3 separate regions of the Pan troglodytes genome follow, and regions 2 and 3 are each linked to region 1. A link is a contact called in public Hi-C and HiChIP or PLAC-seq data. All regions are on one chromosome and are shown on one strand. Each heading gives the region's core, a stretch centred on a gene start, on an enhancer-like site or on the middle of the called end of the contact. The rest is flanking DNA. Distances are from core to core; before and after follow the strand shown. Region 1 holds the start of TNRC6B (trinucleotide repeat containing adaptor 6B). Region 2 holds the start of RPS19BP1 (ribosomal protein S19 binding protein 1). Region 3 holds the start of ADSL (adenylosuccinate lyase).

The links. Hi-C and Micro-C count contacts between places; a contact is called where the count stands out from the background. HiChIP or PLAC-seq counts read pairs in DNA pulled down with a chosen protein or histone mark.
Region 2: a contact with region 1 is called in an H3K4me3 HiChIP or PLAC-seq map of stem cell-derived excitatory neurons, with 10 times the contacts expected there. The contact joins the promoter of RPS19BP1 here to the promoter of TNRC6B in region 1. A contact is called at or near these places in 5 of 7 Hi-C or Micro-C datasets (blood, induced pluripotent stem cells, a lymphoblastoid cell line and 1 more), 1 of 1 datasets of contacts at active chromatin or transcription factors (stem cell-derived excitatory neurons) and 1 of 1 other capture datasets (stem cell-derived neural stem cells).
Region 3: a contact with region 1 is called in a Hi-C map of stem cell-derived neural progenitor cells, with 5 times the contacts expected there. The contact joins the promoter of ADSL here to the promoter of TNRC6B in region 1. A contact is called at or near these places in 2 of 7 Hi-C or Micro-C datasets (blood and stem cell-derived neural progenitor cells) and 1 of 1 datasets of contacts at active chromatin or transcription factors (stem cell-derived excitatory neurons).

The regions. Positions count from the first base shown.
Region 1 is chr23:42,040,731-42,043,693 of NHGRI_mPanTro3-v2.0_pri, reverse strand. TNRC6B (trinucleotide repeat containing adaptor 6B) reads right to left here and starts at 1,557. Exons shown (of 25, transcript XR_010156023.1): 1 at 1,296-1,557.
Region 2 is chr23:41,529,409-41,532,371 of NHGRI_mPanTro3-v2.0_pri, reverse strand. It overlaps RPS19BP1 (ribosomal protein S19 binding protein 1), which reads left to right and starts at 1,401. Exons shown (of 4, transcript XM_515142.6): 1 at 1,401-1,579; 2 at 1,743-1,871. The coding sequence starts at 1,528.
Region 3 is chr23:42,341,679-42,344,641 of NHGRI_mPanTro3-v2.0_pri, reverse strand. ADSL (adenylosuccinate lyase) reads right to left here and starts at 1,531. Exons shown (of 13, transcript NM_001280160.1): 1 at 1,349-1,531. The coding sequence starts at 1,501.

The DNA of each region.
Region 1 (2,963 bases), core at 308-2,807:
TTCCGCTCTATAAGAGGCATTTACACAACACTACCCAAAACACATCTGTACTTTCGAAGCCAAGATCACTGATGAGTCTCCAAATCAAGAGAAACCTTATACTACTGAAATCTCCCACAGCGAAGAGAGAAGTGGCCTCTATTAGTAAACTTTCACAAAATGCTTACGTCTATCATTTCTACACACTTTCTATATATACTTAACTGTTGGTGGGGGCACTAATGTTTCATTCACTGATTCTTGGCTTGTTTTATTCACTATGAAGAAATATCTTTGGCCAATTTTGTATAATTTTGCTTAAATTATAATACAAATGACCAACTTGAAATTCACCATCCTCTCGTTCAATCTCTAGCACTGATGCTAAAAAGTAATAAAACAGCCAAAACACATGAGAAAGCACGAACTTAAAGTCCCAGGCTGGTAACCTGAATTCCAAAGAATTCAGAATAAGCTGGTCCTTAAGGCGCTTGACTAGAGGTGACCGTTACTGGACGTCTTTAACCACTACAGCGTGTCTCGCTGGATCGGATGTCCAGCCTCCACAGCCGAATAAACCGGTAGTCTGGAACTGAAGGGCACCGGACCACGGGAAGGTGTAAAAACACTCTCCGTGCCCCTCGTTTCCTTGTCCAGAGTCTGAGCCGCCTCCCCAAGTGGCCGCACACGCAGGGCCCTGGCGAGGGGTGTGGAACGCATTCACCTTGTCACGCAGGTCCTGCACACAGGCCGGGACGCTGCGCAGGGACCCGAGGATCCGAGGCCTGACGCCTCCCTCTGCCACCGCCAGCCAGGGGCGGACGCGCCTCCGCGGGCTGGGAAGGTGTCCCCGCGCCGAGGCCCCCCGGAGACGGGAAGCGAACTCGACTCGGCTGGGCCAGCCCACCCGGAAGCCCTCCCCCAGCTCACACCTGCTGGCGCGTGACGCCCGGAGCCGCGCGCGCGCCCGCCAGTGCCTGCCCGGCCGTTCGGGGCGCCCCGGCCCGCGCGCCGGACGTCGCCCCGAGTCCCTCCCCGCCCCTCGACTCAAATCTCGGCGGCGCCCGCTCCCGCGGAGCGCGCGCTCAGCGCCGCCGGCAGCACCGGCCCCGCGCGCGCTCACGCCCCCTCCCCGGCCCGCTCCCCGCCCCACGCGCGCTCCCTCGCGAGGACACGCACACGCCGCGCCTCCGCTCACCGCCCCGGGCCGCGCCGCGCGCCCCCGGGGGCGACCTCGCCGACCCCCAGCCGCCCCGCGCCGTCCCGGCGGGGCGCGGGGGAGGGGAAGGACGGCGCGGCCGCCGCACCTCACTCACCGCCGAGCCGTGCCGGCTCCGAGTGCGCGGCGTTTCGCTGTGAGGCGAGGCGCGCAGTCCCCGCTTCTCCGCAGACTATGGAGGCGACGTCGTAGGGGGGACTGAGGGGCGCAGGGGTCACTCCCTCCCGTTTCGCCTTGCAGCAGCACGGGGACCCCAAAAACTAAAAACAAAATAAACAAACTTTCCCCTCCGCATCCCTCCCCCAAAACCACAACACAAACACTCGGGGGCCCGCCCAGAGCCCCACTCCATTGGCCGCAGGGAGGATGCTTCCGGCTCTCACTGGCTGACTTTTGTGCCCGTCAAGCTGTCGTTCCGCCCCTCCAATTCCTCGTTGCTGCCTTCGCCCCTCATTGGTTAAGTGCTTCCCGTTTAACGAGCTAGGATTGGCTGAGCTGCCTGAGCCAATCATGTGGGGACACACCCCCTCAGCATCCCAGAGGCCGCTTCCTCGGTCGAGGACCCAGAGAGACTCAGGGGAAATTAGAGCATGATGGCGGCCGAGGTCGCTTGGCGCAACCATCGTCTTTTTTTTTTATTTTTAGCTCATTAGTGCCTTGCCTCGGCGCTGTTTCCCTAAGCTCCTCTCTCCAACCAGTACTGCCCTATAACGGAATCCATACGCGCCGGCTCCTTGATTTATCCCCTCCGAAGTGCTGAGTGTGGGCTGGTTGTGCGTCATTGGACTGTCAGGATGTCACTCCCCAGTCAAATCTTCAAGCTATTGGTGGAACAGCAAGAAAGCCCGTCCAACAACAAGGGCTAATACCATTGGTTTGACTCCACTGTGTTATTTCCTGGCACCTTATTGGGCAAATAGGTGCGTCAGATCCGGATTCGCTCTGCTACGGTTAATTGTTTACTGGGGATTTGGGGTCAACTCTGGTTGTTTGGCCAGTAGTTGACGATAATAGTGACTCCCTTGCCTATTTTATGCCAAGTATTGGGCTGCTTTCTTCACAAACATTATCTGGTTAAACCTGGGAGTAATGCAGTATCCAGTTTTTATAGATGGGAAATTAAGGCTGGCGAAAGCTTAGAAAACTTGCCCAAGGTCATCCAGATACAGAGTCGTTGGTGGGCCTGGCATCTGGTCCTGGGTCAAACTGCAGAGACTTCACTCTTTTTATTATGCTTTAGTGCCTCCACCTTAGACAATGTAGTTGTCAGCCAACCTAGCATCTTAAAAACGTTTCATTTGGAACTCAAAGTCTTCAGTCAGTTTCTGGAAGTGACTTTGTTGGGGACTTACTATGGAGAGGTTGTCATTGCCTCCACCACATCTTCCTCCCCAGGACCCATTCCTCTCCCCTTTAAGTTAAGGTAGACATTTCTGCCTCCTTTTATGTGAAGCCTAGGCGCCACTCGCAACCCCTGACCAACCATCTACAACTCATTCTTTGGAGAGAGTCCTCAAGAGCTGGAAAACTAGGAGAAATCAAGTCTAAAGAGAGAGACAGAATAAATCGTCTTAGAAATGAATAATTTATTGCATGCAAAGAGAACAGCCCTTCAGCTCCTGGAAATCTTCCAGGATAATTGATGGTGAGCAAGACGTGTGCTCCTGGCTGGTGGCCACTGGGTTCTTTCCCTATAGCAGCATTCATCGAAGTGAATCCAACATTTCAGCCAGAGGAGGGCAGGATGCTTAGGACCCATTGCCAG
Region 2 (2,963 bases), core at 152-2,651, 510 kb after region 1:
CCTCCAGGGGCCTACCTGACCCCATGGCTTGACAGGCCCCACCCAGCACCACAACACTGCTCTCCCTGGTGGCTGGGGCAGGAGCGCCCCCACAAATCCTGCGGCCAGGCTGCCAGTCTTAACTCCCACCCCTGACTCCACCCGTGTGACCTTCGCCTCTCTGTGTTTGTTTCCTCGTCTGTAAAATGCAAAAGACAATTCCTACCTGGAAGGGTAGGGGGGATAAACAAGTTAACAAATGTAAAGCACGTAGAACAGCACAAATGCTTGAGTTTGTGTTGGTTGTTATTATTACTATCTAGCCGATGGAGCTTAAACGGTGTGGTCTATCCCGGAGGACGAACTCCAGGTCCCACACTCTGTGGTGTCAAGTACACAGAAGGCCCTCAGAACCCGGCTGAGTGAACCCAGTGGTCCCTTCTGATTCACCGTTCACTTATTGCGTGTCTTCTCCATGCCAGGTGCTGGGCTGCCAGCTGCAGATGGAGCAGCGAACAAGCCCAGGGCTCCTCCCCCAGGTAAGCAGTGTCACTTCTAGGCCAGAGGGGCTCAAATGTTTTGGTCTAAGAAGCTTCTTACATTTAAAACTTCAGAATCCCCTCACTCCTGTAATCCCAGCACTTTGGGAGGCTGAGGTGGGCGGATCACTTGAGGTCCGGAGTTCAAGACCAGCCTGGCCAACATGGCAAAACCCCGTCTCTACTAAAAATTTTTTAAAAAGAAAATTAGCCGGCCGTGGTGGCGGGCGTCTGTAATCTCAGTTACTCGGGAGGCTAAGGCAAAACAATCGCTTGAACCCGGGAGGCGGAAGTTGCAGTGAGCCGAGATCGCTGCACTCCAGCCTGGGCGACAGAGCGAGATTCCGTCTCAAAAAAAAATTTAATTTAATTAAATAAAATAAATTTTAAAAAATTCAGGATCCCAAAGAACTTTTGTATGTAGGCAACTGATATTTGTCATACTAGAAACTAAAACAAAAATTTTACATATTCATTAATTCACTTAAAATGACAATAAACCCATTGCTTGGTAACATAACGTATTTTATGAGAAATAATTGTAGTTTTCAAAACAAAGATATGTCTTTAATGTCTGGCTTAAGGGAAGACAACTGGATTCTCATGCCGCACTCAACCTGTGCGATACCTAGTGCTGGTTGAAGTATATGAAAAACACTCCGCCCTGTCCCCATCCTAGCCCGCCACGGAGCCACGAGACCCGAGAGGATTGGCCAACCCGGCGGAGCAGGTTGCGGACGACTTCCGGGGAAGGAGGGGACTGAGCGCCAGGAGCCAGGTAGATTGGGATTGAATAACACATGTGTCTTTCTGCGCCTTGGACCCGCCTCCAGTTTCCGCCCCTTCTTCCGCTCAAGTGTAAACCCCTAACGCATGCGTCCTAAGAAAGATGGGCACTTCCGCCCATCCCCCTCCGGAACCCTCTGTTCGGGCTCGGGTTTCCACCGAGACGACAGGGACTGCCAGGTCGGAAGTAGTGTGAGGCTCGTGGGCGGAGCCAAGCGCCGCCATGTCCGCCGCCCTGCTGCGGCGTGGCCTGGAGCTGCTGGCGGCGTCCGAGGGTGAGGAGGGCTGGCCAGGGGACGTCCGGCGCGGGCAGGAGGATGGCAGTGGCTGTGGGCGGGAGCCCTGGATGGAAAACAATCCAGGCCGGGCTTAGCCCCAGTGGCATGGGAACGCTGCGCGCCCTCTGACCTGGGTCTCTTCCTCTCTCTTCCCCTACAGCCCCCCGGGACCCTCCAGGTCAGGCCAAGCCGAGAGGGGCTCCGGTGAAACGGCCCCGGAAGACGAAGGCAATTCAGGCCCAGAAACTGCGGAACTCGGCCAAGGGAAAGGTGCCCAAGTCGGCACTGGGTAAGTTCGGGAAGGGGCTGAAAGTGCTGCCTCCGGTGCTGGGACCTGCGCCCCAGAGGAGGTGGCGCTTGAGGCAGGGCTTGAAGCGTTCGCCCGGTATTGCTAGACCTACTGTGTGCCAGGCGCGGAGCGGGGCCCTGGACATACGAAGGTGACAGAACACGCCACCGTCCTGGTCCTCGTGGACTACGGCCCTAGTGGGGAGAGAAGCATCAAAGAATATCAAACCCAGTGTGTCATTGCTAAGTGCATTGAAGCCTATGAATTAAAAGACTACGGTACTCTGATGGGGACTTAGGCCAAGTCAGCCTTCTCTGAGGAAGCGACATTTCAGCCGAGAGCTGAAGGATGTATAAGAGTGAGCTAGGTGAAAAGTAGGAGAATATTCTAGGAAGAATAGTATGTGCAAAGGTCCTGAGTCAGAAAGGAGGTTGTTGCCTTTGAGAATTTGAAAAAATAAAGGCTGGTAAAGGTGACCTAGTGAATGAGGATCAAAGATGGAGCATTTAAACACATTCACTAACACTCTGTACCAGGTGCTGATTCTAAGTGCTGTACAAATGTAAGCTCGTTTGATCCTTACAGCAGCCCTTTGAGGTCGATACTACTATCACCCCCGTTTTACAGATTCAGAAAAAGGCACCTGCCCAGGTGGTACAGGCATTGTGGCTGCCCAGGCATTGTGTCTCCAGAGTGCTGCTATTACCTACTCCATTGAAATAGGACATGCTGTGGCCTGGGCAGTGGCTATAGCAGCAGAGATAACAAGAGAATTGTGCAGGTGGAAAATATGTTGAAGAGGGGGCAGCAGAGAATTTCAGCCTTTAGAGGGGTTTTAGTGGTGAATTGGCTGTGAAGGTGGAGCCTAGTTTCTTGGGGGACGTAGTGTCACTTAATAGACATAAAGACTTTTGGAGGGGCTGGTGTAGGCAAGATGGTGATATTTTGACATGTGTCAGGACGTGGCAAGCTCTTACTGTGTCTGAATCCCTAGAGTCTAATGCATAAAAGATGTTAAAGTATTTGTTAAAAGAATTATGAATTCCAAGGAGGAAATACAACTTAAGCCAAAGTCTGGAGGCAGGAAAGTGA
Region 3 (2,963 bases), core at 282-2,781, 300 kb before region 1:
ATTGTATGCATTTCAGGCCAACAGAAAGAACACATACTCAGACTCTACATTCCAATTCCAGCTTGAAGCCATTTACTAGCTTTGGCGACCCTGGCAAAGTCTTGAGTACCACTACCCTCATCTACAGAATAGAATATCAGATGAAATAGAAAGAGTACACACTAGTACATCACAAACCACAACACATTAAGGTCTACTACTATCGCTATCTACGCCAAGAGTTTATTAAGTTGATGCTTCATTCTTCCATCTGTAAAACAGGTACAGTCATAGTATTTCATACCTACTCTTCAGGGTTGTTTGGAGGATTAATAAGCAACCATGTGTAAAGGGTTAAGACCCGGATCTCAGAAGGCACTGTCTGAATGTCTGCTGTTATTGTAGTGTATCGCCCAATATTTTGGAGGGCAGTGATAAGGGGAGGGAGGGAATCTAGAATGAAAGCTTCCTGTTTGGAGAGTTCCATGGTACAGGTCCTAGGCCCGAAGTCAAATTGTTTCCATGTTTACTGTGCCGTTTGAGAGGGCATTGCCAACTTGCTCGTTGTGGCACTTTCCTCTGAAACTTGAGGAGAAACATTATCGCTCTCTGGATCACCTTCAGTTTGCTTCAACTCTTCTGGAGCTATTTCTGAAACCGCTGGGCTAAGAAGTTCTCTATGCAGCCCTTAGAAAAGAAATTATAAACCCCGTTTAATAAACCCCTACCCGGAGTCTTCTCCTAAGAGGCAAAGCGGAGGCCAGTGAGGCGGAAACGGTGGCCTAGAAAACAAGCATTCCAGTCCTGTCACTAACTACACAGGCACTGTGGAAAACCAAGGGGCTACGTGCTCAGCTCAGGCTCTGGACTGCACCCAGGTTCAAATCCCAGTTCCGTTCTTAATAGCTGGATGGGCTAGGGCAAACAACAAGCTGTCCGGGCTTTGTTCTCCCCTGCAATGTGGGAAAAACACCATCAAGCCTGCAAGATCTTCATGGATTACACAAGAAAAGATTAGTGAAATAATGAGCACAACAGTACGAAACAAGCGCTCGGTGTCTGTGGTTAGCAGCGTACTCCTGCGGGGATGGCCAAGATGAATTCCCTGAAACTACAGGCTGAATTTCTCCCAGCCTCCTCCGCGTCTCGAACCCTCTCGGACTAAGAACACGTGAGGCAACAGGTGGCGGCTCCCGGATCTCCTGCCCTTGCTTTCCTGGGGCCGTAGCTCCTCAGGACAGAGAACACCCAGCCGAAAATAGCCGGGCCGCAGCTCCGGGGTGGCTAAGCCCAGCCCGGAACAGAGCCCGGCACGTGCTGGGGCGGGCCCGTCCCTCCCGGCCCAGCCCCTCAGCCCGGGATCCGTTACCTGCTCGGCCTCCGCCAGCCACAGCCACAGCTGCCGCCATGTCCGGAATTTATACCTGTCGCTAAACACGAAGCACATCTCCGGGCTGGCATAGCGGGAGGCAAGAGGTGAGCGGTAGCTGTCGGGCGAACCATGATCGCCTCCAGCTGCCATCCCAACCCTGCGACCCCGCCAGGGTGGACTGGACCAGGGAAGAGCGGAAGCGGAAACCTGGAGGCCAGGGCAGGACGGGGCGGGGCGGGACTTCCTTCACGCGGTCCCGCTCTGTGGGTTCCGGGCGCCCTGGGCGCTGCCGGCTGCGGAGAATCTCGGCTGCTTCTGCCTGAGAATTGACTTGGTTCGCTTCTTTGACCAGAAACATGATTGATGCTTCCTACGTTACTTAGCCGCGCTACCCTTTAGTTTTCCTGTCTGAAAAGAGGTACATTAAGACTTCCTTGGCCGGGCGCGGTGGCTCACGCTTGTAATCCCAGCACTGTGGGGGCCCCAGACCGGAGGATCGCTGGAGGCCAACAGATCGAGACCAGCCTGGGCAACACAGGGAGACCCTCCCGTCTCTAAAAAACAAAAAGCAAAAAAAAAAAAAAAAAAAAAAAAAAAAAAGGCCTGCCTTTCGGGTTGTGCGGATTCAGTGTTAGAGCGGTGTCTGGCACACTTGGAAGGCCGTGTGTACGCTTGCTGTTACTCTTATTACTGTCGCCCCACCCACTCCTGCCCGCGGCGCACCGAGCTCGGCTCTAAGGAGAAATGAAGATACCCAAGGGGAATCGGCATTTACTGCGCCCCCAGTGAGCCGGCTGCGGTGGCCTACGCCTGTAATCCCAGCACTTCGGGAGGTCGAGGCAGGCAGATTTCCTGAGCTTAGGAGTTTGAGACCAGCCTGGGCAACACGTGAAACCCTGTCTCTACTAAAATACAAAAAATTAGTCGGGCATGGCGACCTGTACCTGTAGTCTCAGCTACTTGTGAGGCTGAGACAGGAGAATTTCTTGAACCCGGAAGGCGGAGGTTGCAGTGAGCCAAGATCGCGCCACTGCACTCCAGCCTGGGCGACAGAGCGAGACTCCGTCTCCAAAAAATAAAATAAATAAATAAATAAATAAATAGAAATAGAAACACTCAAATGCCCCCCCCTTTTTTTTTTTTGACAGGGTCTTGCTATATTGCTCAGTCTGGAGTGCCAGTGGGGTGATCACACAGGAAAGGGTTCATCTGGAGCTGTTAAGAGCCAGGTGTCTCAGCTGGGCACGGTGACTCACGCCTATAAGCTCAGCACTTTGGAGGCTGAGCTGGGCAGATCGCTTGAGTCCAGGAGTTGGAGACCAGCCTGAGCAACATGATGAAACACTGTCTCTACAAAAAATACAAAAATTAACTGGGTGTGGTGGTGTGCACCTGTAGTCCCAGCTACTTGGGAGGCTGAGGTGGGAGAATCACTTGAGCCCAGGATGTTGAGGCTGCAGTAAGCCATGATTTTGCCACTACAGCTTAGGCAACAGTGAGACCCTGTCTCAAAAACAAAACAAACGAAAAGAGCCGGGTGCCTGCACCCTCTCCACCTGCACTTAACTCCTAGCTCTCTGCCTTTTACGTGAGGAATCTAAAGACACTCAAG